Regions from separate parts of the Sus scrofa genome. Here region 2 is linked to region 1. A link is a contact called in public Hi-C data. All regions are on one chromosome and are shown on one strand. The core of a region is the stretch at or near the end of the contact, and the rest is flanking DNA. Distances in the headings are between cores, read along the strand shown. Region 1 holds the start of HOXD13 (homeobox protein Hox-D13). Region 2 holds the start of HOXD8 (homeobox protein Hox-D8).

What was found. Hi-C and Micro-C count contacts between places; a contact is called where the count stands out from the background.
Region 2: a Hi-C map of liver shows a contact between it and region 1, with 2.7 times the contacts expected there. The contact joins the promoter of HOXD8 here to the promoter of HOXD13 in region 1. A contact is called at or near these places in 2 of 47 Hi-C or Micro-C datasets (liver and skeletal muscle).

Annotation. Positions count from the first base shown.
Region 1 is chr15:81,890,820-81,897,545 of Sscrofa11.1, reverse strand. HOXD13 (homeobox protein Hox-D13) reads right to left here and starts at 3,549. Exons shown (of 2, transcript XM_003483680.3): 1 at 2,651-3,549; 2 at 1-1,853. The coding sequence starts at 3,425. The coding sequence ends at 1,603.
Region 2 is chr15:81,927,807-81,934,532 of Sscrofa11.1, reverse strand. HOXD8 (homeobox protein Hox-D8) reads right to left here and starts at 3,610. Exons shown (of 3, transcript XM_021076351.1): 1 at 3,445-3,610; 2 at 2,321-2,468; 3 at 1-1,945. The coding sequence starts at 2,345. The coding sequence ends at 1,650.

The DNA.
Region 1 (6,726 bases), core at 2,300-4,799:
CCAATACCCAGCACAGACATACATATTGGTTAAAAAAAAAGAAAAGAAAAGAAACTATTCGCATGAGCTGAATTTTTTTTGAAAGAGAAGTAGAATTTTATTGGAGTTTTTTTGAGGTGGTCTGGTTAAAAAATATAATTTTAAACACCACAAATTATATCCTCATTTAAAGATATCACTATTTATGTTAAAGCCATGGGGAAAGGGAGGGGGAAGGGGTGATGGAAGCAGAGAGCCTGGAGGTTTCAGAGACCAGAACTGATACTGAGTTTCCTTCATCTGTAGAGAGCACTGTAGTGTTCAGGATAACAAGGTTTTATAATAAATAAGAAATTTCTAGAGGCAACATGAGCTTGGGGGGAAAAAACCCACAAATGTATAAAGACTCAGAAGAAATAAGTGAGTTCTGTTTATTTGACTCTCCCTAGGAGTAAAAAGTGATTTTTAAATGCCTGAAGCACTGTCCATGTATCTCAGCTCACAGACATTGCATCTACAAAAATAATCTCTCAGTTGTATAAATATGCAGCACTTTAAAAGTAGTTATTTATCATCACTTTCAGAAACACCTTTTTTTTCCCCCTCCTGGACTTCAGAACTCCATATTTTTTCACACTTGTTAGATGTTTTAAAGCTCCAGGAGAGCCCAATACATTTGTTCAGACAGTCAAGTTCTTCACTGGGTTCTGGATAAAAATTCCCACCCATGGCCACATTGACTCAGTCTCTTTCAGGGGACTGAGGAGATGGCCTCATTTCTAACACCACAAACCAAAGGTCAGGGAGTGGGGAGGCATGTATACCATTCATGGGTCACTTTCCCAACTGCAGCCATTTAAATATCTGCATCTAGAGCTGGAGAAATGAAGGCATCACATGAAGACACATTGTTTCCAAATTAAAGATTATAAAAGCACAAATCTACAAGGTGTAGTAAAAAATACAACAGTAAGTGAAAGACCTAAAGTTGGAAATATTGTCTTCACTCTAGTATTGATACAAACCCTATACAATAAGGTAGCTGCTTTTAAAGCCATCACAGAACCTCCAGCCTTCTGTTTTTAGACTTTCTCAGTGACCCTAGAAAACTGCTTGCCCAGAGCTGTTTCCATTTGCCTCAATGCGACTGCTGAGAGCTAAAATTTCAATTACCTAATCACAGGATGTGAATGACTGCAGATCATTCTGCCTTAATGGATTATGAAGATAATCAGTGCTGGAAACAGGCATAAAAAGTGATTTAAAAAAATAAAACCCTAAAATCAGAATGGCACTTCTGAAATTCATTTGGGGGGGGGTATTCAAAAATACTTCAAGTCCTTTATACTGGCCTGGAGGGAGAAACAGAACATTAAAAAGCCATAAAAAACAAACCTAGACAAGAGCAAAATCAATAATAAACAAGTACAAAACAGAACTACAAAGTCAGGTTGGGCAGCAAAAGGTTTTAGAGCCAGATAAGGGGAAGAAAGAAAAACAATTCACAAAATTTGCCATCACTGGCAGGGGGATGGGGGAATTAAATACATATTCAAGTCTTTCCAAAGGTCTTTTGGAGACAACTGAAAGCGTTTAAACTCTCTGTGGCCAATCTGGCCCACATCAGGAGACAGTGTCTTTGAGCTTGGAGACAATTTTCTTGTCTTTCACTCTTCGGTTCTGAAACCAAATGGTCACTTGTCTCTCGGATAGGTTCGTGGCAGCCGAGATCCGCCGCCGCTTGTCCTTGTTAATGAACTTGTTAATGGCATACTCGTTCTCCAGTTCTTTGAGCTGCAGTTTGGTGTAGGGCACCCTCTTCTTCCTCCCCCGACGGTAGACACACATGTCTGGCTGATTTAGAGCCACATCCCCTGATATAGGAAAACAGCACAGGTAAAATTAGATGAGGATATCTGGAGTACCCAGATGGGGACTGGGTGTGTATATTTGGAGGGGGTACAGGGAAAGAAGAAAGCCAGGTTGTTTACACTTTATTATTATTTACGCAGACATATTATTTACATGTTATTAAAAAAAGATCATTTGCACTTCAAAGTGAAAGCCAATTTGACGGATCATCAGCGTTTCTCAAACCGGCATCTTAACAAGCCTGTGATTTTATGGTGTGGTTGTTGAAGATGCTTATAAGGACAGTTTCTGCAAATGCTGGTTGCAAACGTACAAACATACACTTAAAAAAGAAAATCCAGGCTGTTTGTTCAAACTTTGATTTCTTGTGTTCCTATGTTTGGGGTTGGTCAGCTCTTGGAAGCTTTAGTGGTCACTCTGGGACATTTATGTCCTTGAAAAGTGGGGCCCAACTCTGAGACACCTTTTTGGGGAGGAGGGGCCAAGGCCTGAGCAAAGGGCAGCAAAGACCCTCATCCTTAGGAGAAAAATAGGCCTATGCCCATACACAGGAAGAAAAGGGTTCAGAGAGGCAGTTTAAATCAAAGGATTATTTTATAGATTTTTTTTAATTTATTTACAAACTGGACAGACAGTTAGTTCCACTGGGTTATCCCTAGTCCAGGAGGAGGACAGGCGCCCAGCTCCTAAGTAGGGATGTAGACTCCCAGTCCTTTCTTTTCCTTCTTTCTCCCTTCTTCTTCTTCCCTCCCTGCATCTCTCTCTCTCTCTTGTCCTCCCTTTTTTCCAATGTCCCTACCTGGAAAGGATGATTTCCAAAAGTGGGAGCCCTGTGGCTGGTCCTTGGCGCAGTACACCTGGCTGTTCCACCCGTTGGCCAGCGTCCAGGACTGGTAGCCCTCCATGGAGATGTACGCCTCATGCCGAGGCTCCCCGGAGCCGAAGGTAGACACCATGTCGATATAGCCAGGCACATGCTGGTAGGGGCTCGTGTAGCCCTGGTAGAAGGACACCTCCTTGGCTCGCGCGGGCACTTCGTTGGCCGGTACACTGCTGCTTGCCAGGCCCGACACGTCCATGTACTTCTCCACCGGGAAGCCTCCCAGCGAGGCGTGCGGGGACGACTTGAGAGCATTCTGCTGTAAGCCCACGCCGTGCGACATGCGGCAGCTATAGTAGCCGTTGCCGAAGTGGTAGCCGTAGCCTAGGGCCGGGGCACCCGGGGGCGCTGCGGCGGCCGCGCCGGGCGCCGGGCACTCTTTGGCGGAGGGAGCCTCCGGGCGCGCCGCGACCACAGCCGAGGATGACGACGACGAGGCGGAGCCCGCGCGCTCAGAGGTCCCCGGGTACGCGAAGCCCGAGGCCGCCGCCGCCGCCGCCGCCGCCGCTGCCGCCGCCGCAGCCGCACGCCCGGAGTGCGTCCCGGCGAACACTGGCGCCGAGAGGAAGCCGCGACACTGGCCCGGCGCCGCTGCTGCCACAGAGGAGGAGGTGGAGGAGGAGGCCGGGGCCGCCCCGGCGGCCCCGCCGTCCGCCCGCAGCCCGTCCATGTCCCAGCTCCCGGCGCGGCTCATGGCCCGGCCCAGCCCGGCCCCGGCCCCGGCCCAGGCCCCGTGCAGGACACCATGGCGCGGCGCGCCTCCTCCCTCCTCTCCTTTCTCTCTCGTTCTCTCGCTCCCGCCCTCTTCCTCTCGCCCTCTCTCCCACTGCGAGCCTCCCGCCTCCCGCCCGCCCGCCCTCCAACAGGTTAGCTCATCGCAGGACGTTTATAAAAACGAAGTTCAGGTTGGGAGGGGGCCTGGGCCGGTCGGGGGGCCGCCCCCCTCCCCGAGGGCTCCCGCTCGGGGCCGTACCATTGGCTGCGCGGGGCCACGTGGGGGTGGGGGCGCGGGAGAGCCTGGCTCGGGGCCCCGGCCCCGTGGACCCACCCACCCCGGCCCCTACCCCTCCCCAGTCCTTGCGCAGCCCACAGCCCCTTCCCGCCCTCCCTCGGACCCAGGCGTTTGCGCCGCAGCCACCCCCACAAGCTGATTGCGCGACCGCCCATCCTAGGCCCTGTCTGCGACTGAAGCGGGCGCCGAGGCCTGCGCCTTGTCTCGGCCACGGCTGTTTTGCCACCTCTCCTCGCTCTCTGAGCTGCACAACTAAATGAAGGAGAGGACAGAGATGATCAGAATGATATGAAAACAGACCGGTTTTTGATCCTGTTGCTTAATCCTTCGGATTAGCTGACCCAGACCCCAAACCCGAGAGAGCTAATTTTTCCTACCTTGCGCAATGCTACGGGGCAAAGGCGTTTAACATGATCCTGGGCGATCCTCGAAATAAGACCAATTGGAGCAGACTTCTATACGGACACATCGTCCACCCGGAAAATGCCCACGGAAAAAATGCCGCCCGGGGGCAGAGACTTACAAGTAAATCAAGCAGACGAAAAGACCCGTCTTCGGCGCTGCGAACCCGAGGATTTATCTACCCGAGCGAGAAAAGTCCGGATGCCTGGACCACGATATTCGCCTTTGCACTCAGCCCAGCCAGGAGTCGCCTCCCGACTTGGGCTCCCCAGCCCTGGCGCGGCCTCCCCGGGTCCGCAGAAAGACCCTGTGGAGAGCGCTGGGAGAAAGCCACTTCGCCGCCCTCCAGGAAACTTCTGCGCCTCACTTGCAGAAGAACTGCCTCTTGCATTTTGCAGCCACCACCCACCCCTGCCAGTTACTCACACCAATTAATTGAAAACTTCACTTTCCCAGGGACCTTTGTTTCACTTTCTTTTCCAAGCTGCCTACTGCAGAAAACTGAGAAGGGCAAATTAAGAGAGTGTTTTTTCCAAGCAAATTTGGGGCTCCTAATGAGAGCAGCCCAGAACAACTGGGTCTGGCTTTGAGGGGTTAGGGTGGGCTTCAAGCAATTGGGCCAGGGTGCAGGGATTACAGCCCTGAGCCCTCTTCTTCCCTTCCTTCCATTCCTCAGCCATGGAACCCCAATCCATCATTCTCCATCCAAGCCATGAACAGGGGGCCAATGTGAGTCCTCCAGCAAATTTAAGGCTCCACTTTGGAGAAACATTAGATTCGATGAGCCGAGGGTACAGGAGGGGTGAGAGAGCCCTCAAAGTGAGCCCATTTCTTTCTGTAGCATCAACTCCCCAGGCCAGCCTATCTCCAAAAAAATTGGTCCTTTGGGCCTGTGATTGGTGAGGCCAGCTTATCACCTAGCCCTGCTGTTCCTGGACCCAAGACAGAACTTGGATGGGGCAAGTAAAAGCCAGGGAGGATCTCTTGGGCCAGGCCCGGCATCACAGGGTGGGCTGCTAGTGTTGGGAGTGTTGACACGCAAAACGCAGTAACCATAAAAGGCTCAAATAAAGGGGAAAGTTATGAGAAGGGCACTGGAAAGGAAAAGCAGAAGAATTTGTTTGACCTTTTTGAAGTCCTAGACATGTTCATGATCAAATTCAAGACAGGAGGGGCCTAAGATTCTGCAGAAAATTGTAGAGAATAGAAGTTTTCTGGTGAGAACAATTTTAACTACTTGAGAGAAGGCAGAAGTTAGAGAAGCAGAATTCATATTTTTTAAATGTCATCAAGAGCCAGGTGACAGAGTTACTGACATTTTGGAAGAGTTTGGTTGCATCCTCTTTAGCCAATGATTTTGGAACCAAACTAATGAGATGTTGTCCTGAAATGCTTTTATTTTTTCTTTATCTCCCTTTCTTTTTCTTAGAGAGGGAAAACATGGAGATGCTTAATTTTTTTTCTGTGACCTCAAAAAACAATTTTGTTGAAATATTTCTAAGACATAACTGGAACCAATGAACTTTCAGTCTCTTAAAACTAGATATCTCTGTGATCTTGTGCCCTGTCTGTTCCATTTTCTATCTGATAAATAACATTTTAATGACTGATTATATGCTTGCAAATGAAGAAAGTGAAATTAAGATAGCAAGGAAGAACTTGTCAAGTTTTACTGTTTTCAGACAGCCCTTCACTTTTGGCTTAATTTTCCATGAAACAAATTAAATTGTGCAGGACTGGGAGGAAAGTCTGAATTAATACTCTGATCGAGACACTTCTCAATGATGGATGGCCCTGCCTCCAATTTCCCTATGGAACCCTGTCAGGATTTGGGATTTCTCTGCCCATCCTAGTGGATAGTTAGAGACCTAGAGGGTATTCAGGAAGGTTTTGAACAATAACGAGCATATAACCTCTTGCTATTCTGTGGCTAAATCTTCTTCCAGGGCAGCCTTCTGGTCTTGGTTCTGGGGGAGGATCTTCCCCTTAGGAAAGAGCCTCAGACTGGACCCTATGAGGGTCCCCTAAACCCAGAACCCCAGGACAGCTGCTGCTAGAGCTGTGGTTTAGTACCAGGGAAAGCCAGGGTTGCTCTGTTTATGAACTAAGAAGACACATAATTTACAAGCGGGGTGGTAGGTAGTGGAGGAATTTTGAGGTTGAATTTGCAGGAATATTTCATTTAGCTTCTATACCCTATATCCAAAGTGATTTTAGGTTTAAACTTAATGGGAATAATTTTCTTTAATTGGCCAGGAGCACAGACTGAACCCAGCATATGTATGTCTGTGGGTGTATTATGTTGGGGCTTTAACAACAGAAATAGTCTTTGTTAAACAAAAATGTGTGCAATCAAAAATGTTTCAAAACACTGATGTGTTATTCGTTGAAACTAATTTTGCTTATCTTCTCTGATTTTGGTGAAAAACTCAAGAAGGCCCTTTATTGTCCAAAGTCCCACTCTACCAGAAAGAGACAAGGCAGCTCTACCCTCCTCTCCCATCCCTTGTTCTGCTCCTTCCTTTGCCAACCCAAGAACCTCTTTTGGGAATTGATGATGTTGTGGAAGTCACATCCTCCC
Region 2 (6,726 bases), core at 2,361-4,860, 37 kb before region 1:
TGAATTTTTGCTCTTCTCTCCCGCCCCTCTGCCCCCTCCTCTGCCCTCATAAAATGGCAGCTGCAGGAGCAGCCTCAAATGGAAAATGGATATCTTGTTAAGAACAGATCCCAAACCTCAGCATCAGCGCCGACTCAGTGGAATAAGCTGCGGTGTAACCTGGACTCTGGGTCATTCCCCACCGGGCCTACAACTCCAATCCTTTGTGAAGTTCAAGGCTTTCCCAATATCTTATCAAGGTTAAACAGAACAAGATGAAGCTTAGGTAGCCTAGCCGGCCCTCTCTGGAATGAAAGAGAGCCCCCTCCACTCCTTGCATTTATTATTTATTTTTTTACAGCAAGGGTGCATGTAACCCCCACCCTCCTTTTTATCAAACAGAAGTTTTGGCAGGATGTTGCCTTCATGTGAGCACAGGCAATTGTTCCTAATTCAGGAAAAGTGTTATTGGCGGCGCTCAAAAACACTAGCTCTAGAAAAAAGATTCATTTCTTTTATTAAGGAGCTAGCTTTGTTCTGGAGCAGTTGTTTACACTCAGATTTTTCTGCATTTGCTCTCAGGGCTTGTTTCAAATAAGTGAGGCCAACCTGGAGAACAGCAGAGGACGTACCAACCGATATCTGAGATGTGCAGAGCAAGTTGGCTCACAATGGGCATGCAAACAGAGAGAAGGAATACAAATAAATATGGCACCTCCTCAAAAAACAGAATCACATCGACTGCCACAGCATAGAGACCTAGCAATTTCAGGCGATACCAAGCTCGGTTCAAAACGAAAGCAAATTCAGCAATGAAAAGCTTTCCACAAGGCGATTCGCCAGAGTAAAAACTATATAAGTGAAAGTTATAATAGGCTTTTCAAGTATTCATTCACTTTAGATGATTAAATTGCCATAATTTGTAGAAACTATAGAAAAATTATTAAACATCAACTTTAACATTGTCCTGAAACTTCTGTCACTGGCCCAACATTTTCCCCCAAGTTTAAGGAAGCTGCAGAGCCAGGACTACACATTACACTCTTCAGCTAACATGTGCTTTTCGAATATTTGGCCCAGACTTTTTCCCAGAGATATTACATTTACAAAATACTCAAAGAAATCTTTTAGGAGTAAACAAAAGGCACCCGAACCATTCATTATAAAAGCAGAAAGAAAAACCATAAATAATACATTTTAATCAAATAATATAAAGTAAATATTCTGCAGGCATAATTTTTTTAAAAAAATTAATAGACTTCTTTTAACTTACTCACCATAAAGAAAAGATTTAAAATGTTCAAGTGCACTTGTTTGATTAATAAAGCATTTTATATTCAATTACTTAGTGCTAATCATTAGGAAGTTTATGTTGTTGAGGCAAAATCATCAGCTCAGACATTAAAAACTACCATTATAAAAATATAGCTACAAGGTCAGTATCAAATTACTCTTACATAGGACAGCTCAACCGCTGTTTCTATGTGACACTAGAAACTTTTTTTGCAACACCCAAATCCCTCTCAAAGCGCAGAAACCTCAAGAGCAGTGACATGAAGGTAGCTTGAAATACAGGTAAAGTCCTTTCCAACAAAGAAAATAGGTGGTGTCCACCAGCATATGCTGACCATTAGTTTTAATAGTCTGCGGTAAAACTTTAAAGGTAGAAGTTAATTTGTCGGGCCTTCAGCTCGATCTTCCTCCAGCTCTTGGGCTTCCTTTTTGGTTTCCCCATCCTTTGCCTCCTGTCGGGAAACCGGGAATTTGTCCTTGTTGTTCTCCTTCTTCCATTTCATTCTTCTGTTCTGGAACCAGATTTTTACCTGTCTCTCGGTGAGGGCTAAGGCGTGGGAAACCTCGATTCTTCTCTTCCTGGTCAGATAAGGGTTAAAAAGGAATTCCTTTTCCAGCTCTAGGGTTTGGAAACGACTGTAGGTTTGTCTTCCTCTTCGTCTACCAGGAGCTGCTGATTAAAATAAACAAACAAACAAAAAAAAAAAGAGGAAAATAAATGTTTAAAAAATGTAACGGTGCATCTGCAGGTTGCTGGAGGTTTCTGGAACCGGTCTAAGAAGTGAAATATACACAACTCTCCTTAGGTTAGATATATACAGGATGTGCAGGAATGAGGGGCAGATTGCCACTATTCTGTCCCCATCATCTTTACATGGTTTCTACTTAAAAAAAAAAAAGTCTGTATTACTTTATGAATAAGAGTCACTGTAAGCCACACAAGAAGGAAAAGGAGAGGGAGAGGAAAGGGGAGTTTTAAAGCTAGAACGTGAGATGAAAGCAGATTTCTCCCCCTCTCCCCGCTTAAAAAAAAAAAATGCATCCCAACCTTGTGGTCTCATCCAGGGAAACATTTGAGAAGGAGACGAGCTCTGATTTAAGTGGTCTGGGTCCTCGCCAATATTACCACTGGACGATTTACAGTCAGGATATTGTACCAGCTCGGCCTCTTGCTGGGTCGTAAAAATCGGCTGTCTCTGTAAGTTATCGTATCCGTAAAACTTCGCGGGCTCCCCGTGACAGGCAATCCCGCCGCAGGGGGGAGGCGGCGGCGGCGGCGGCGGCGGCGGCGGCGGGGGGGCGGCCTGGTAGGCTGCGGCTGGGCTGCCCCCGCCGGGGTGGAAGTAGTCTTGGCCGGGGCCCGGACCGCCCCCACCACCGCAACCCGGCCTGGCGGGCGGCGGCGAAGGGTGCGGGTGCGCGTGCGCCTGCGGGGGCGCGTGCGGGAAGCCCGCGGCGCTGTTGCCATAGAGCTGCAAGGCGGCGGCGGCTGCGGCGTGGCGGCCGCCGACCTCGGGCGCGAAGTGACAGTCGTAGTAAGTGGGATTGATGGCCTCGCCTGCCGCGGCCGCCGCCGCGGCCGCCGCCTTGTACTTGGAGTACAGCGGGTTCACGAAGTACGAGCTCATCGGGGCGGCGGCGGCCGGGGGCCGAGGTAGGGCGGCCCCGGGCGGGCGGGCGGCGCCGAGCAGGCAGGGAGCGCGCCTCAGCGCGACTGCACTGCCGCGGGGGCCTCTGGGGCGGCTGCTCGCGCCGCTGGGGCCGCCGGGCTACTTTGGTGCCGCCGCCCGCCCGCCCGCCCGCGCGTCGCCTCTGAGGCCGGGCAGCCGCGGGCACTCGGCTACTGGGCGTTCATGCTCCGCTCTCGCGCCCGTCTCCTCGGCCTCGCGCCGCCTCCCTCGCGGGTCGCGGGGCCTCACCCAGCCCCCGCGTTCCACCGCCCGCCCAGCCTCTCCCGGCGCGCGCCGGCTCGGCCGCAATAAAATCGCCGACGCCCCGGGTGACCTGTCCCTCTGCCTCCACTGTTTCCTCTCAGGCACCAGGCGGCCCTGAGCGCACCGGGACAAGAAAAAAGTGCACCCGACCCACGGGGACACTCTTTGGCTTCGGTTTACAACCCCCGCTCTGGAGGGAAAAGGAAAAAAACACCCTCTGCCCGCCGCCACCTCTCACCTCGCCCCCCCTGTAGCCCCCTCCCACAGCTCTCGCCGCCGCTGCCGAGGCTTCCGCCCCGGTGCGCCCCGGCGAGGCATTTTCGCACCACGCCACTGCGCGGAGAGGGAGCGAGATGGGCGCGAGATAACCGCGCGGAGGGATCCGTGCGGAGGCGACACCGCTGTTCCCGACGGGACGCCTCACGCCGGACGGGAGATGCCTCCGCCGGCCTTAAAGGGGGCCCATAAAGCCGCACTGCCAAGGGCTCGTCTTGCCCCTCGGGGCCGAGGGAATGAGGACCGCAGCCGGCAGGGCGGGGGCGCGGCAGAGCCTTACACTTGGGGGGAGGCAGGGAGGCCACTCCCAGGAGGCTGTGGAGCAAATGACTCCCTTCCTGGGCCCCTAGAGCAGCCCCTCAGAGGTTGGCCCTGGCTTTTACGGCTCTAGACACGAGCATGCAGCCCAAGGAACATGGGCAAGTGGTGTAGATGATCCAAACCGAATATTTGAGTTAGGTCCTGTGCAAGTGGTTTGATTAAAAGCCACAAGGGTGACCCCAATACCTTGCATTATCAAATCGAATCTAAGCCCTTCTTTTCCAGCCGAGAGGGCCTTGTGGAAATGAGATGTACATTTACCCTTGACGCACTGCACGCCTGGCTGAGGCTCCCAGGTTAATTGATATTTAATGGAAATCATGCCCATGAATATAGTTTCCATCATTTCACCCTTGATAGACGTCAGCACCGGGCGCCGGGGGGAGGCTGAAGAATGTGGCGGGCGGGGGGTGAGGGGAGGCATTAGCATTGCTGAGGGAGTAAATGGAAAAACGGACAGAAATGTTCCAAGGCGGGAAGGAGGACTCATGCTGGGGTGGGTGGTATTTCCTCGGGCAGGACGCGTGGCTCCAGGGTCTCAGCCCCTGAGCCGAGCGGACCAGGGCAGGCGGTGGCCCCGGGCGGAGTACAGGGGACTGACGCCCGCAAGTCCCCCCGCAACGAGCCTCGGGCCGGCATTCGGATCGCGCCGGTTCCAAGCAGCTGCAGGCGGCGCCCATCTTCTAAAGATTCTAGTTTATCCAAGAAGTCTGTGAAGTTACTGCTGAGAGCGGGCGCTGGGCTCAGACTAAAAAGTTACTGATTTTTCTAAAAGGAAAGAGAAGGTTCATCCTGGTTTATGAGCGAGGAGGAAGAGAAACGTCCTGTGTCATATGGATAAATCAAGTGTGAATCGGCATGATATCCCTGGTTTTAGAAGCTTGCTCTGAAGTCACTTGCCATTACACCACCATTCGCCTTCTCTCCTCCACATCCTCCCTCCCCTTCCCCTCTGGCGTTAATGTCCTATATAAGTAATAGGTCTCCGTTGAGTGTGTTTTCCCTTGCCCACACTGCCTTTCTCGTAGAGTCTTTGGGTGACCCATTTCCTTGGGATAATTCACTGTTGTGAGGACTCCAGGCCCAACGGCCTGGGAACGGACCTCAGAAACACTCCCTGAGCCCACCGAGGGGCTCCCGCTGTAGCTAAAACACACCACGCCAGCTTTTCACGCCAAATGCAAATGTCTAAAACCTTCACACAGCTCCCAAAGGCACAGCAGGAGAGTGGTTTAACTACCCCTCGCTTCTTGCGGGTTGACCCAGCCTGTGAGTAAGATCTTGGGGTCAGTCCGGATAGACCGAATATCATATTTTGCAAATGGAGGAAATAAGATCGAGATGGAAAGGCATAACAATATAATGTTTAAGAATCAATTGTTTCTACAGGGATTAGTTGGAAATGATTAAGGTAAATGAATTGCTAATGAATCTCCAGGTGATAAAATCGAGCTTTACTTAATTTTTAAATTAGTAGGGAGTGCAAGGAGACTTTACTTGTGGGGGTAGTGAAGGGTAAGGGTTTTGTTGTTGTTTCCTGCCAGTTACCGCCAGGTAAACTTCCTTTAAGTCCGAAGGCGAACGAACTGATTCCAACAGTTAACGACTTGTACTCCAATCTTGCAAATACCCAATTAAAAGAGTATTATTTTCAATAAAGCCTTGGAAATAACTTTGTAATTGTGCCTTTTTATTTCACTGTTTGGCGTGTGTGTGTGTGTGTGCATGTTTAAATCGTCGTTAGTGGGTTTTGGAATGGAATGGGAGAAAAAGAAGAATGAATCCAGATCTCAATAACACAAGGCACCCTCTAGAACTTTGTGATTCCTGGGGGGGCGAAAAATAAACACAAACACTACAAATTCCATTTCTACACATTCTGGCCTAATTAAGAAAATATCATAACTTAATATTTCCTCTTGGGACAAAACACTTAGGGTTTTTTTCCCCCTTCAAACATTTTGTTTACAATCTGGGAAAGAGCGCGATTACTTCGTAAATAAAGATGTATGCTTTTGCACGTTTCTATTTTGATACAGTGCATTAACATAACATTTTATAGTTTCAGCTGTGCCGTAGTCCACATTTTCTGAAATCCTGACTAAGCCAAAATTTTATACATAACAAACACTTCTAGAGAACTTAATAGTGCACATTGCTTCTTTTTGCTTAAATTTATCCTAATTTGGAATTTAAAATGAGATTGTATCTTTAATCAAAACCTTCTTCCGCTGCAACACCAGCTTTACGATCACAAAGTGGAGCAACGGCGCTCTCTAGTGGCAAAAGGACACCTCTAGCCGACTGAGCTTGTCTGCTCAAACCAATTCCAATCTTGTTCTTTAGTCTGACTGAGACTGGAATCGCTGACACTAATAATGCTTCATCCATTTGATTGTCGACAAGTCAACTGCAGCAAACAGGGGCTCCTGAATGCCAAAAGCATTTTTGCTCCCAAGAGCTTCTAGTAGTGTCTTTTTCAAAAGCTTCCAGCCCTTCTTTTGCCAGATACAGTAAATCCCCATTCTGTAATCGCCCACAATTATTACAATGGACTAAATCTAACAAAATCACAACTTTCTAAATATCAACTGCAACAGGACTTTTTTTCTTCAATAGAACCAGGCACTTTAAAAACTAAGAAATTATAGAAGTTAAATTTGTTAATTGTTTTCTTTAAAATGGTTACATTTAGCATTAAATGGCAAATATTCGCTATTTTAACTTTGCAATTTTATTGCTTCAGGCCCATTTCACTGGACAATGAGGGGATAGAAGGCAAATTAAAAGCTTTTTGCTGTATCTCTGAATGGTTGTCTGGAAAGGCCCCGTTGGTCTATGTTCATTGGAATGCCTATGCACAATAAATGAGATATTAAATTTATATCAAAAGTCACAGTTAAATGAAATTACTAAGCATTCC